Regions from separate parts of the Zea mays genome. Here all the other regions are linked to region 3. Evidence: chromatin contacts called from public Hi-C data. All regions are on one chromosome and are shown on one strand. Each heading gives the region's core, a stretch centred on a gene start, on an enhancer-like site or on the middle of the called end of the contact. The rest is flanking DNA. Distances are from core to core; before and after follow the strand shown.

Region 1 (2,700 bases), core at 29-2,528, 210 kb after region 3:
ACCCTTGTGGTGGCACGTGTTTCTCAAGTTAAGCTCCATGTTCCAATTAACATTAATGATCTTGACATGAACATAAATAGAATAACAAAGTTATAGGAACATGGATATAATGAAATATTAACCCAAAACTGTATAAAGCAATAGCAAAACTACCCAAGTGATTCAGAGTAAACAAGGTAAAAGATAATCAGACTAGGGTGACCTATTGGTTCCCATCAAAATTAAACCTATGCATTGAATAGTGATAATAAAGAATATTATTAGGTAACAAAAGTGGATCAAGGGCACAACTTGCCTGGCACTTGAGATTCCAGTTACCAGGGTGATTCTTCAGATCCACGTGATCTCATCGCTAGTCGTAGAAAGACAAACAGACATGGTATAGATAAAATTAACATCACACCAAACATAAGTACAAACTAAATAATAATGATCTACGCGAAGCTACGAGATCACGAGATCGAGAACTATTAAAATCGGAGTTACGATCAAGGAGTTATGATTTTGTAAAAGATTTGTGTGATTAAAATATTAAACTATATTATAATTGGGTTAATATAAATTATATGAGAGGTTATTCTCTAAATAACTGTCTCAACTTTAATCTAGGTCATTATTTGATTAAAGATCATCTAGTCAAGTTATAATCCTAAGATCATAATATTATATTAATATTAAAGAAGTTAATCCAATAGACATAGTTTAATCCAATTAGTTACCTAATTATAAAAGTAGGGGATATCATATAACAAATGTTGCTACTGCGTAGTAAATATTTATACGAAGCTAACGCAACTGGAACGAGTCAATTTGGAATTAAAATGAAAGAGTTATGAATTTCTGAAGGTTTTATGTATTTGATACAAGATTAATTAAGGTATAAATTTTAATGTGGCTTTCATGTCAAAACAGAGACACTAAATGATAAACAACAATTTTATAAATTATAGAATTTGGAATGGATTAATTTTGAGCTAAAATGAATTTAATATGAATTATATAAGTTCTTTGGAATTATTTTGGTATTAAAATTCAATTTCTTTAACTATTTATCTAAATAATCAATTCTCTGGACCGGGCGCACTATTATTAGAATGTGTAGGGGTCTCAGTATAAGTCTTCCCAAGACCCAGAATGACTGGCGCCAGGACCGCGGGTTGAATACCTAAAAGCATAGGGTCTCTTTAGTGAAATGGCATGGCGAAGAGATATGATGGATTCTGAGCCATCCGACCCAGACACAAGGGCCTAGATTAGACCTAGGCTATTACGAATCGGTACATAACGGGGCCACACGATTCATAATCTACGGTCAGGATTTAATGACTCGCGGATCTAATCTCTGCCACTTATTGCTCATCCTACGTTCCAGATGAGATCCCTACGAATCGGTATGCAAGAATTCATCCCGGTCGTCAGTCACAGGATCAACGGACCTACTGGTGTCTTCTTCCTCACGACTCCTAGACACCGACGTCCGCGCGCCATGATGGCGGACCTGCCCTGCACTCCCGCCGTATAAGCTAAAACATCAAAGGGGTGGTAACGGCGAGAAAATAATGGAGGCATACCGTGGCTCAGCCCAGGGACGAGCAGCGACGCACTACGGCAGTCCCACTCGATCTTCTTCGCGCGGTGATAACGCGGTGCCCTCCCAACGCTGTAAGCACAGGGAACACCCCCTGCGTCCAGCGCGAACTTGCCGATCTCCCTAGCCCGATGCCGAGGTCCGGTGACGCGCGTCACGGACAAGCTCCATCGTCATCTCTGACCGACAGTGAAACTCTCTCTCTCTCTCTCTTTCTCGGTTCTCTCTTTCCTGGATGCTTAGTGGGGGCGCTTGGCTTTGCCCGAGGTGGCCGACGGGCACCGAGTGGATGGGGTGGCTGCGGTGCCCTCCACCCCCCTTTATATTGCTGAAGCCTCGGACTTCAGCCAGAGGGAATCGAGTCCAGAGATGCGCGAGCAACGCGCGTCATCTGTTGAGAATGGCCAGGGGGAAGACGACGGGTTCTGTTGAAGGAGTCCGGTTAACAGGGCGGGCCCGCAGTCCAGTGATCAGAAGGGAGTGCTCTGCGTACGCGTGAGTGGAGGTCACGCAGACAGGTTGGTCCCACCTGTCACCCAGCAATCGTGACGCGGGGGACAACTGGGCTGACCAAGCGCGGGTTGGGCTGCGCAACGTGGAGCTGGGCCGACGTGAAAGGGAATTGGTGGGCCGCGCGAGTTGAGAGAATTTGGGTCAGCTGAGGATTCATGCCCAATACGGGTACATTCTCATTTCTTTTTTTATTTTCCTCTTTTGGTTTTCATTTTCAAATTTCAAGTTTGAATTCAATTTTGATTCATCTTTCTGTTTCAAATTTGAAACAGATTCCAACCCTAGTGTGTCATATAAATCCTACTATTTTCGGTATTATTACTTATTTATCATATCTCTTTAAGTTTAGAGGCATAATATATAATTCAATAGGAATGCTTGTTGTCAGAGAGGGAATTCTCCGGCCGGGTGGCGGAGTGCACCCGCCCTTAATCCTAAGATAAGGAAGGGGCTTAAGCGTTTTGCCTGTCCGGCTAAGCGATTACCGAGCACATGAACACGCGAGAGTTTAGAGTGGTTTGGGCCACCGAAGCGTAATACCCTACTCCACTGTGTGTTGGATTGTTGTGGAAGCTTGAGAGTTCAGAATCTAAGTTGGG
Region 2 (2,700 bases), core at 131-2,630, 200 kb before region 3:
CCTACTTCTGAATAGATGAAAAAAGTACTCCACGGCACAATTTTTTGATGAATAACACCTTGAAATTGAGAAAAGGTAGCAACCAGTTACTGTCGATGTATATAATTCATAATGGTTACACCACTATTAAATTACAAAACGTTGTGCACATGGCCCAACATCAGTGACAACGACAACCTAAATACGGACACTAAAAACGAATATACCCTCAGCTGTACACTCATGTGATTTGATTGGTGACTTCAAGAAGTAAACTAACGTGCTTAGAAAAGCCATCATTGCACTTGATCTGATTTACGATCCAGTTGTTCCTTAGCTGGTTCAGTCAAACTGTTTAATTTTAATCATCAGGACACATCTTAGGGGGAAGATATCTTATGCAATCGATCATATTGGTACAAAATGCAATCATGTGATCTAATACATACGATCAAAATTCAATGGTGACTGCTATTTTAGGTGGGAGGGATTAAATATAAAATAGGTACTAGGTCTCAAGTGGAATGAGTTAAATGTAAATTATTGGATTTTAATTAGATGCATCAGATTGTTTGATTGCATATTTGCACTAACATGATCGACTGCACAGGCTATATCCCCATCTCAGGCCCACCTACCTGGCAACTCTATAAACAAATGAGCAGTTCACAGCACAAATAGAAATAGATCGAGTTTTGTCACTGGGGAACAGAACAATTTGACAGCCAACAAGTGGACTACTTGTGCTGTAATTCGGCAGTAACTCCTGTAATCTCCAGATTTCATGACCAAGAGCAGTTAATTTTCCTCCTAAACAAAAAAGGCTAAACCGAACCGTTCTACTGTTCATAACACGAACAACCATTGAACGGAGTAAACAAGAAAAAAGCAAAAGACGAACTCACCATCCAGAGGGGCAGTGCCGGCGCCTGCCTGGTGACGATGAGCCAGAGCCAGCCGTAGCCGAGGAAGTTCTGCACGGAGCCGATGAGCAGCATCGCCCACGACGGCAGCACGGCCGAGAGCGAGCCGGCGAGGAAGCCGACGCAGTCGCCGAGGTCCTTGGCGACGCCGAGCGCGGCCACCTGGCGCTGGTTGTAGCCCAGCGCGGCCTTGATGACCGGCGAGATGGTGCCAAAGAGGTACCCGATGCCGGCCATGGACTGCAGCCACATTGCGGCGACGAACACCAGCCACCGGTTCGTCGAGAAGGCCCGCAGTCTGTCCCCGAGCGTCCCCATCGGACTGGACGGAATCACTAAAGATGGGATTTTGGCGCAGAAGTTGGGATCAGGCTTTGATTCTAGAGCTTGACAAGCACTGACGAGATTGCCAAATGGACGAAAACTTTGCGGATTTGGAGACGAGGAAAGGAGGCGTCTTTGGATTGCGGGAAGCAAGGAATACACACTGCAGAAAGAGCTCAACGCTGCCTCAACAGACTTTATGAGTGAGCAATGCTAACTGGACTGCTTTAGCGCAAAACAAGGAAGGATTAGTCCGCTGGAAAAGGGTGGGCTCTGATTATGAAATGCAAACAACCTGTTTCCCAAAATGCAGAGATGATGTGGATCGGAAAAGGGAGAGCTTTACAGGCTTGAACGCCGCCACAACCTGTTTCCAAAATTCTGCAAGAGGCAGGAACGAGAAGAACAGGGACAGGGTAACAGGACACCTCCCGCTGAACAAACACAAGGATGAATGACGAGGGATGGGAGCCAGGGGACAGGGTGCGGGTCTCGGTCCACGGCTCCACGAGACGTGGAGGACGAGAGGTATATACTGCTGAGTGTTGATAGAACCCGTCCGTTTTCACTCCCATCTCGATTCTCGACCTTTCCGTTTCACTTTCAACGTGAACAACGAAATACTCCTTTTAGATCTCTTCAGCCGATTGTCCTTCGATCTACACTACATGATGTATCCCATTCGTTCTAGATTTTTTTGGCATCACTTATAACTGTTATTACACCTTACATTAAAATCACGCGTAGACTCTTTTGGTCATAACATCAACGAGCATAGAACGGTGTTCGCTAAGAATTTAATAAATCTTAAATCTTTAGTATCTGTTCGATAATACATTTTAATGTTTACGTTTATAAAGAGAAATAGAAGGTGTACTATTGATTAATATCATATTACTAGTTGATTTGGAAGTAGAAAATTTTACTTCACTACATATATAACATATTCATTACCTAGTATGATGGACCTAACGGCTCATCACCTGTACTGATGAGTGCACCTGTCCGACCGAGCCCGCCTCTCCACGCGCGGCTCAGCTCCCTTTACGTCACGTGCGACTCCTTTTCCCGCGTGGCTCCCTTAAGGCCCGATTGGCTCTGTTTCACGCTTGCATGGCTCGGCTCCCTTGGTCCGGTAAAACATTAAGTTATTTTCGGGAAAGCATTAAGTTATTCTTGTTTTTCAGAAAAATATTAAGTCATTTTCAGGGAAACATTAAGTATTTTTTGTTTTCAGCCATTCTTCGTGTTTTCTCAGACATTCCTGATTTTTCAGTAATTCCAGGTTCTAGGCAACATTAAGTCAATTTTTGTTTTTATTCATTTTTCATGTTTTTCTTAGTCATTTGTTGTTTTTAGTTCAGTCATTGTAGGCAACATTAAGTTATTCAATCGTTCAGGCAACATTACAACATTAAGCATAAAAGAAAACATTAAGTCATTTTGAGTGCGTTAAGTCATTTGAAGAGGAGAT
Region 3 (2,700 bases), core at 84-2,583:
AAAAAAACAATAAAGCAAGACAAGGCAGAAACAAATGCAGTGCACATCATTTTCAGTTGAGCTGGAAACATGCAAATAATGATGGTAACCAGATTTTGTGCTGATACCAGTTGCCAGCCATCCACAGCAAAATCATAACTTTGAGGTGTCCGTTTATGGTGTGGCGTGAAATATGTTGAATCACTTGTTTTCAGAATGGAAAACTCGCATAGTTTACTCCCCTCTGGCATAATGTGGCACAGTCATGACACAAGAGCAGCTCCGATGTACTCCCTCCGTCCTGTCCTAAAATAAGTCTCCATCCCGCACTTCGATAAGCCAAACAATATTAACTTTGGCCAAATCTATACCAAAACATACTAGTAATATTTATGATATCAGACAAGCATCATTAGATTAATCACGTCATGAATCTTCGTAGTAAATCTATTTGAAGATAGAAATATTGATACAATTTTCTTTCAAAATGCGAGAGTGGAGACTAATTTTGGGTGTGAGGGAGTAAGCATAAATGGAGCCATGTCAAAAAAAGTAAAATCAGACCGATCTGTATATATAGGGGAAGACAAGGGGAACGCCAGGGCTGGTGTGGCGGAGGCGGAGGCCGCGCCCGCTGCCCGCATACTGAGGCTCGGCGGAATCCGACAGCCGCGCTCGTCACCCGCCCAGCAGCGGCCCTAAACCAGCGCGGGTGGAGCTGGAGCCGTGGTGGAGGTGACAACCGTGACAGGTGATGCAGACGGAGTGGAGCAGGGTCGCAGCAGACAGAAGCCACGGGGATGGGTGGAAGTGGAATGGATATGGACATGGATGCTTAATTGCTTATACATTTTTTTAAAAAAAAAGTCACTGGCATATGGGGCAGGGTAACCAAGTCCTACGTGGACCAGATATGTACACCGAAATTCCCTCCTTTTTTCTCAACTTTTTCTTCCTTTTTTCCCGAAATTTAACCAACTCCAAACAGCCAGGATCAGCAGCATACCAGCCAGAGGGGCAGCGCCGGCGCGTTCCCGGAGACGACGAGCCAGAGCCAGCCGTAGCCGAGGAAGTTCTGCGCGGCGCCGATGGCCAGCAGCGCCCACGGCGGCCACGTCGCCGAGAGCGCGCCGGCGAGGAGGCCGAGGCAGCCGCCAACGTTCTTGGCGACACCCAGCGCGGCCACCTGCGGCTGGTCGTAGCCCAGCCTGGCCTTGACCACCGGCGAGATGGCGCCGAAGATGTAAGTGGTGCCGGCCATGGACTGCATCCACATGGCCCCAACGAACACAAGCCATCGGTTCGTCCAGAACGCACGCGTCCTCTCCTCGAGCTTGCCCATGGCCATGGGTCGGGTTGCAGGGGATTTTTGCTCAGGAATGCCAATTTGGAGACAGGTCAGAGAAGGCTTTCAATCGCAGGCAAACAAGAGACGCACACGCAAGTACGGTAGACAAACAAGCGACGCACACGTCCACCTTCAGTCGACGGGTCATTAAAATTGAAAAAAAAATATCAATGCCACGGTTCACGCACCTATTTCAATAATACGAAATCTCGGACTTTATATATTGTCACAGTTCACAAACACATTTATACAATACGAAATCTCGGACTATATATATATAGATGACCAAAGAACTTGACCAAACGGACTATTGGAACTTGCGCTCTTGGGCAAGATGATCCAACGGGGGAATAAGAGGAATGCAAACAAGGTTTTAGCTTGAGATGACAATTGCTCTTTTGATTTAGCCTCTCAAGGTCACTGTACGGAGGTATTTATAGGTGCCTAAGTGACCAACGTCTTGGAGTAAGAACGCATGTGCCCTCAGGCACCTAGGTTATCCCCGGAATATTCCCATAAGCTGGGTTACAGACTATCATTACAGAAAAGCCCTTACAAATCGGGCCCGTAACACACTCAGACGCGCGGGGCCTGTTACAATGGGCCGAATTCCACGTGGGCTTTCGTGTTCGACGAGGACGCGGGACGGGGGCGACCTCGTCGTAGGCCTTCGTCTTGCAGCGTAGTGGACGAAGGGTGGAACCCGCCGATCGTTTCGCCTCCATTGGTGCAGCGAGATTGGCGAAGGCATCGAGCGAAGGGTAGCGTCTTCGCCTTCGCCCCAACATTTGCCCTCCGAGGGACCAGTTCGACTAAGTCATCTGGTGCCGAAGACATTGCTAGATGGTGGAGACGCTGCCCTCGCTCGAAGTGGTTCTGTGGGGGTTTTTGATGTGAGTGTTGACGGACGTGGTACTGTTGGACTGCGGGTTTCCCGAAGTGTCGCGTCCTGTGTATAAAAAGGGGAGCGGGGCGGCGCGGGTCAGGTTCTCTTTCTGCGCGCCGCAAAACCCTAGCCTCCTTTTTAAACCGTTCGTCCGCTCGCCTGCCCTCCTTGCTCCTGCTCATCGGAGATCTGGCCCGCGTCAAGCAGACCGCCCGCCGCCGCCGACGGTACGTAGCCATGTCGTCCTCTTCCTCATCTGTTGCAAATACACCGCCGGCCGGCGCATCGTCCGAGGACACTTTGAGCAACATGGCGACGGAGGAGTTACATCCTAGTGATACAATGGAGTTTGGTGTGTCGCGGATTTCCTCGGTCCGCATTCAGGATATGCAACAGCTTGGATATTTTGGCAGCGGAGTGGGGCGTGTCCCGGGGGCGGAGGAGGTCCCCGAGCCAGAAGGCGAGTTGGTCGTTTTTGAGGCGTTTT

The links. A called contact is a pair of places that touch in the nucleus more often than the background predicts.
Region 1: a contact with region 3 is called in a Hi-C map of leaf, with 7 times the contacts expected there. The contact joins the enhancer-like site here to the promoter of LOC100501814 in region 3. A contact is called at or near these places in 4 of 25 Hi-C or Micro-C datasets (ear, leaf and tassel).
Region 2: a Hi-C map of bundle sheath shows a contact between it and region 3, with 2.7 times the contacts expected there. The contact joins the promoter of LOC100382788 here to the promoter of LOC100501814 in region 3. A contact is called at or near these places in 10 of 25 Hi-C or Micro-C datasets (bundle sheath, ear, endosperm and 3 more).

What each region holds. Positions count from the first base shown.
Region 1 is chr2:72,422,418-72,425,117 of Zm-B73-REFERENCE-NAM-5.0, forward strand. No RefSeq gene overlaps it. Among protein-coding and RNA genes, the nearest start is that of LOC109944512, 7.6 kb to the right of the region's middle. Within about 2 kb of position 1,279, at least 18 of the 20 cell types and tissues checked have an H3K27ac peak or open chromatin away from gene starts, as enhancers often do. A contact at or near this core is called in ear, leaf and tassel, where this site is marked.
Region 2 is chr2:72,018,826-72,021,525 of Zm-B73-REFERENCE-NAM-5.0, forward strand. LOC100382788 reads right to left here and starts at 1,381. Exons shown (of 3, transcript NM_001175492.1): 1 at 885-1,381. The coding sequence starts at 887.
Region 3 is chr2:72,216,760-72,219,459 of Zm-B73-REFERENCE-NAM-5.0, forward strand. LOC100501814 (Major facilitator superfamily protein) reads right to left here and starts at 1,334. Exons shown (of 3, transcript NM_001401914.1): 1 at 986-1,334. The coding sequence starts at 1,327.